Regions from separate parts of the Mus musculus genome. Here region 2 is linked to region 1. The links are chromatin contacts, called in public Micro-C maps. All regions are on one chromosome and are shown on one strand. Each heading gives the region's core, a stretch centred on a gene start, on an enhancer-like site or on the middle of the called end of the contact. The rest is flanking DNA. Distances are from core to core; before and after follow the strand shown.

What was found. A called contact is a pair of places that touch in the nucleus more often than the background predicts.
Region 2: a Micro-C map of embryonic stem cells shows a contact between it and region 1, with 3 times the contacts expected there. The contact joins the enhancer-like site here to the promoter of St6galnac2 in region 1. A contact is called at or near these places in 1 of 484 Hi-C or Micro-C datasets (embryonic stem cells), 2 of 115 datasets of contacts at active chromatin or transcription factors (embryonic stem cells and pancreatic cancer cells) and 1 of 9 other capture datasets (embryonic stem cells).

The regions. Positions count from the first base shown.
Region 1 is chr11:116,692,869-116,696,281 of GRCm38.p6, reverse strand. St6galnac2 (ST6 (alpha-N-acetyl-neuraminyl-2,3-beta-galactosyl-1,3)-N-acetylgalactosaminide alpha-2,6-sialyltransferase 2) reads left to right here and starts at 1,622. Exons shown (of 9, transcript NM_009180.3): 1 at 1,622-1,845. The coding sequence starts at 1,724.
Region 2 is chr11:117,155,079-117,158,465 of GRCm38.p6, reverse strand. Sec14l1 (SEC14-like lipid binding 1) reads right to left here. Exons shown (of 16, transcript NM_001166506.2): 14 at 2,995-3,246; 15 at 1,927-2,105; 16 at 1-1,665. The coding sequence ends at 1,560. Among named protein-coding and RNA genes, the nearest start is that of Sec14l1, 42 kb to the right of the region's middle. Within about 2 kb of position 1,510, at least 57 of the 459 cell types and tissues checked have an H3K27ac peak or open chromatin away from gene starts, as enhancers often do. A contact at or near this core is called in embryonic stem cells, where this site is marked.

The sequences.
Region 1 (3,413 bases), core at 373-2,872:
AGATCCAAGCATGAATCTGTGTAGAACTTTGGTTGGGTGGAAAGCCAAGCCCGCAAGTGGATTTGTGCTGCTGCTGAGACAGCAGCACAAATTATGACCTGGAGAGCATAAGCTCCTGAGAAACCTGAGGTGTCAGGACAGACTGGATGGGAGGAGTGAGGATGCTTTGGTCCAGGAAGTGTTGCTATGGGACACTGTAAAAAAAAAAAAAACATAGACCTACATCATTAACATGGATGGGGGGCAACTCCCACGGAGGAGGAGAGAGCGAGCATCCCCAGGAAGGGAAGAAACTGTACAGGGTTAAGTAACAGCAATTTTGACAAAGGAAGAGCGCAAAGATTGAAAGGAAAAACTGGAAATCAGGGGCCATCAAAATGGCTCAGCAGATAAAGCCCAAGGTCCCGAGTTCAATTCCTGGGACAAACTTGGTAGAAGGAGAGAACGAGATCTTCTACAAATTACGTGTGCCTGCACATCAACAAGTGTATGGACATGGAGAATAAAACAAAACGTGAAAGCACAAATTCTTAGCTGTGGCCATTAGCACCACGACACTTTCAGCTCGGGAACAAAGGGCAGGATTGATTTGATTGGCTACACTCCAGGGACTCCGTCCTGGCCCACACAAGACTGGGTCGCAGACTGAAGAAGCTGCTCTTATCCACAGACCCAGGGTCTGACACTGGGCAGATACCAATTCGTGAACCCCAATTTTCTCAGCTATCAGACCAGATTAAAGCTTGGGGAGCCGAGGTCCACTCTCCCAGACTATACTGAAGAACACACCACCGATGGCTCACAGACAGAAAGGGCTCTGCTTCCAAAGAGCAGGCCAGTTTCCCCAGCCCCGGGCGATGTTGATGCTCCACCTCTCCCAGTCTCTCCGCCTCTCAGGCCAAGTCTGAGCAGCGCATGGAGAGGCCTGGCTTTTCTGCGTGTTGCCAAACAGAGAGGTAACAACCATCACCGCGGGCTCCCTGCGTGACGTCCTCCATCTCAATGGGTAGTCACCAAATAAACAGATGACAACCTAAGCCCCTTAGTGCACCCCACGGCCGGCGGCTCCCTACCTGAACCCTCCACCTTTAACCCCAAATCCAAGCTAAGGGGTTTCCTTCCATTATTTGAATATACTCTTCTGCAAGTACATAAGGTACAAGAGCCTTAACCCATCAAGTCCTCGGTCCTTGTGAGGGAGCCGGCCAGATTGTTTCACAGCTGCCAGCCACCGGCTTCTGGTCCAGAAACCTGGGGTGGACATCCCTAAGCGCACAGTGCTCAATCAGGGCAGCAGACAGCCTTGTCTCCTCGTGCCCTTCCCACCCTTCACTGCACATGCTTGCCCTGGACGGTGAGAACCGTACATCCCTGCCCGACTCTGGAATAGGTACATCCGGGGTGTGGCTCTCGTTGGAGAGCAGCCTCAGGGGTAGCCGCCATCGAAGTCCCCCGGGGACAGCCCTGGAACAGCGCTCGCGGCTCCAGCCATCCGCAGCTGCACGACGGCCTTAGAGACGCTCAGTCTCTGGAGTTGCTGCGACCTAAGGCCTGGCGAGGACACAGGGGGGAGCTGCAGGACCCGGAGGCGCGCGGCAGCCCGCCCTGGGCAGGGCGGGGCAGAGCAGGGCCGCCGCCTCCGCGGGTCCCACTGGGACGGTCCTCTCCGGCCGGGGGCTCGGTGAGCAGGGCGGCAGACGGGGCGCACCCCGGCCAGGCTCACATGGACCTCCCGCGCCGCTGGCTCTTTCGGATGTTGTTGCTCGTTGCCACCAGCTCTGGGATCCTCCTCATGCTGTACTCCTCGGCGGGGCAGCAGTCCCCTGAGACCCAGGTTCCCGCCAGGTAAGCGCTGCGGGGCGCTGCGCCCAGGGCGCGGGGAGGGCGTGCGCTCCCAGCTCTCCGGACGCCCGCGGACACCCTGGAGCGACTCGAAGCGGCGACGCGCCTTTTGCCGCCTTAATCTCAGGCTGCCTCCCGGACCCTGGGGCCTTTGCTCGGTCCGGAGCACGCTGGCGACCCTGGCGTTTTTGGTGAATTCCGTCCAGGCCTAATTGGGAAGCTCCCTGTTGCCACTTTCTTCCTGGATCCACTTTTAGGGTGGGGACTCAAGTCCCCTGTTTTTCAACTTTGTCCTTCTCTTCAGGTGGCCAGTCTCCTACTGCTTGGCTCACTCCTCACTCTGGACTCTGAGCTCAGGCCTACCTGCACCTGGCTCCCTTTTACCTGGATCTATTATTTGTTTGAGTAGTTAGCTTGATAAGCTCCATCTGGGCATGGCCCTGGGGAAATGCAAACTCCGTCTGGAAACACACAGAACTTGTTTTGAGCCTCCACCTGGCTCACTGAAGGAGCCTCGAGAGGGTTTAGCTTTATTTCGGGGAGGTGACCTAAGCCATACCTAGAATCTGGGCTTGGGCGAGGGGGTCCGGAAAAACGCACAGCGCAGCACGCAGCTTCTGCACACTCCTGAGCAAGCCTTGATGGGATGAGAACAAGTGGGTATCTAGTGTCTGGCTGAAGGACACACATCAGTCGCAAAATAACAAACCACTGAGTCTGGTCCCCTTAGCTGGCAGCGCTGAGGCTGGCAACATCCTAGAAAGGGCCTAACATGACTTCACACGGGAGGTCGGTTACAGTTGGATCACACCTCATCAGAGCTTTTCCTTTTTAAACAATATCGCTATTATTTCTTTTATTTTTGAGGTCATAAGTACTTGGTAGCCCCTTTTCTTTTCCTCCCTCTGAAGTCTCCTATATACTCCTCCTTGATGTTTCAAATTGCTGGCCCCCTTTTAAATTTTTAATTGTTGTTACATGCATATGTATATATGTACATATATGTATATACACACATATATAATGCATATATGTATATGTGAATACATAATATATACACATATACATACACACACATATATGTATGTATGTGTGTATATATATGTGTGTGTATATATATATATATATATATATACATATATATTCCTAAATATAGCCTGCTCAGTCTGTATAATGTAGTTTGTACATATGCTTTCAGGGCTGACCACTTGGTATTGGATAGCCAGCTGGCGTGCCCTCTCCTGTGGAAGACTGCCTCTGCCGCTCTCAGTGTTCTGAAGTTGACTGTAGTTCTTTGTGAAAGGGGTAAAAGCCCCAAGGTGTCTCCCTAGTGCATCTGGCAAAACCTTTTTCCTTCTCAGGAGAACTTTCTTCCTTTCAAAATCTGATTTGAGGGCTGGGGATATAGTTCAGTTGGTAGAGTGTTTGCCTTCCATGGATGAAGTCTTGGGGTTTGGTACCCAGTACTAAAACTAAGACAACAACCCCTGACAACATCTGCTAGGAACTGAAAGCCTGTCCTTTTCCTTGTTTTTGCTGGGGTTTGCTACAGTACAGTAAAACCTGGGTGT
Region 2 (3,387 bases), core at 261-2,760, 460 kb before region 1:
TGCCACAGCCTCTCCATAGCTCTCACCGCACAGCCAGCCACCCAGAGCCTCAGAGCAGCGTCTACACAGGCATCCACTCCCGCCATACACTCTCATGGCCACTCGGATTTGGCACACATCTTTAGACACTGTTACCACACACACACAAGTAGATCCTGGGCCCCCCTCCTCTGGAGATCAGCCACCTGCAACTTCTAGACAGTTCGCTAAGAAGCATGCTTTCCCCATAAAAGCCGTAAAGCAAGGATCTGCTCCAACAGCAGGCTCTGGGGAGTCAAGATCAGGGGAAAAAAAAGAAAGAAGAAAAAAGGCAAACTAGCCCCAGCCTCTGACCTGCTTCTATGAAACGCAGAAGAACAAGTGCAGATCTGCAGCCCCTCCCCAGCTACACCCCACTCCCTCATGCACACACACAACACCTACACACATACCCAGCATCCACCCACATGCCGAAGGCCACTGCAAGCCATGCACCCCCCTGGAGAGCATTGCTAGAGTTTGCACTGCCACACTTCTAAAGGCAAGTGTGACCTACTGCTTCCAAACACCCTGCTGAGAGCTGAGGACCCTGGGTGCTAGGACTGAGGATCCTGGGTGCTAGGAAGACTGAGGACTCTGGGTGCTGCTGGGAGGACTGAGTACCCTGGGTGCTAAGGGCTGAGAACCCTGGGTTTTGGGAGGACTGAGTACCCTGGGTGCTAAGGGCTGAGAACCCTGGGTTTTGGGAGGACTGAGGACCCTGGGTTCTGAGAGGACTGAGGACCCTGGGTGCTACGGGCACAGAGCCGCCTCCTGCAGAAGGAAAGGCAGCACTCAGCAGAGGGAAAGAATCCTCCCCATCCCCTCCACCAAGTTCACGGACAGAAAAATTTTGCTCTGAAAAATATCAAAAGATTTGAAGAGGAGGAAAGAGAAAGCAATGTTTAATGATGGCGGTGTTGTCAGGATTCACGAGGAGCCCTGGCAGCCCCTCCTGGGCTGCAGTGTCTGCTCGGGATCAGGCTGGCTCTGACCCAGCACTGGGTGCTCCTCAGGCTGCCAAGTCCTTAGCGGAAAGGGACCTCAAGAGCTGTTCTGGATCCACAGGCCACCTCCACTAACAGGGAGCCGAGAGGACTCCGCTGCAGCTTAAGGGCTGCCTGCTGCAGCTTCGGTTCCGTGGAGGAGGAGGTGGCGAGTCTCTGCAGGGTGTCACACAAGTCATTCACTAGTGGACAAGGTGGAGTTTGTTGGTAACATTTTTTGCATCGACAACTGAGACCAGTCAGTCTCTTACTGTAGATAAACTACTTTTCTTTCGAGAGCCCTTGTGCTCTGGTTTGATTTTGTGCACGCTGTATACAAAATCTATGGCTATTGAGTTAAAGTTAGGGGTAGAGTTAAAACTACCTCTCAGGATGGTCTGGGGACCAGGTGACTAGTGACCATCTGCAGATCTAGCTGCTATCTAGAGGGAGGAGTCTGCACATCCAGGGGTGGGCGGAGTCTGCACATCCTGGGGTGGGCGGAGCACAGCAGCCGGGGCGCCCGCCCTCCGCGCAGGCGCAGGCTTCGCGGCACTACCTGGAAATCATGGAGCTGGATTGCGACTGGCTGGAGGAGGTGGTGGCGGCACTGAGCTGTGAGAACCCGCTGTGGCTAGATTCCAGGCTGGTCATGGAGCCTCTGCAGATGTAATCAACAAAGAACCAGGAGTGAGGAGCTGCTCTGAGCCGCCCCAAGCGAGCATCTCTATCTGCTCCCCCCCCCCCCCCCTCCGTCGGCCCTTGTAAAGTTGGGACAGGACATGAGAATCAATGGAGGAATCCGTAGTTTGCCCCTCGGGTGACACTGCACTTAGCAAGTGCTACACTCCCTTTCCTATGGAGAGCTGCAGGCAGTGAACAAGTAGTCCCTGCTGCCAGAGCCTCCCTCTCAGGCACAAACCTGAAATCTTCAGAGCCGATCACTTCTGTGTAGTACATGACTTTGCACTTGTGGGAGGAGACCTGCAGGGAGGCCAGCACGTCGTCCACTCGGGGTAGGTTGGTGGCAGCACATGCTGGCATGGTGTGGAATTTCCACTGTAGGATGTAGAAGCCTGGCCACCTGGTCACATGGGACCCCTGCAACAGTGAACAGCAGCAACTCAGGACATTCCACCAAGGGGAGGGGTGTCCTGAGCCAACAGCCTAATGATGGATGCCCTTCCACCCACTGAGGCAGCCTATGCGATGGTCTGTCAGGTGTTAGGAAGGCAGCATGCACCTTGTCTACCACCCTCAGCAACCTGCAACCTCTAGAGAGTACCAGGCTGAAAGTGCCTGGCCAGGTGGGAGCTGTCAGAAGGGCCTGTCTCTCTGACAGAGACAGCTAGGTCAGGGAACAGCTTCTCTGCCACTCCTGTCACCTTCCTAGCACACAGGGGCAATCTGTTCCAATGACTTCTTCCATTCTGGTTTAATGATTCAGAGGCAGAGCCAGCTTTTACGATGGGAAGACTCCCTTTACACTGCATCACAGACCGCATGCACTGGCAGCTGGCTTCTGAAAACCTCAGCTGGAGGACAGCGGGCAGCCACTGTGTGGTCAGAGGCATTGCAGGAGGAAAAGAAGTAAGTGGGCATTCAGTGCCAGAGGTGAGCCAGCACCAGCATACAGAGAGAGCCACAGGGCCAACAGGAACCCTCGCAGTATAGAGATGTCATGGGTTTTAGCAAGAGCTGACAGTGCCCTCTGCACGTTCCCCTCTTGCTTCTGTCTGTGTGACTTCCCTCTGGAGGCAAAGCCTAGTTCCCTGTCACCTGGCACTTGGGTGCATGTGCACTTCTGGGGAAACCCACACTTTACTAAGGTCTCGTGCCTCTCCTTCCTCTGTGCCCTGGGGCATCCTGAGTCTTTCTGGCACTAGGCAGACCACCTGTGCCATTCTGGTGGCAGAAGCCACATGGGCTAGAGGGCCAGCTACCGCCTTCTCAGGACAGAGTCTGCAGCAGTGCTGGCTGGCAGGCTTACCTGCACGCTCTCTCCTTCTTTGCAGATTAGAGGAGACTCCACCATGCTATAGTCCCGGCCCAGCTGCCAGACTTTGTCTATCAGCTGCACGTTGTTGCCTCCTGGGGAAGTGATGCTGTGAGCCCCTAGCGAGTCCTTCTTGGGTGGCTGGGGAGACCTCTTGGAGTGATAAATGTTAAAGACGATGTCCCCTTTGCACACATCAAAATCCCAGGTGATCACTGAGGAGGCGTCCACAATCTGAATGAGAATCTGGAGAAAGAGATCCGCTCAGCAACCAATCTGAGGCACGGGGCCTGGCAGCGAGCGCTGGGGCAGGAATGGGCTCTCTGGGGGCTCTCTGGCTCAGATGTGTGAGCTGGCAGAGAGTAGGAGAGATCACATGGGCGCGTC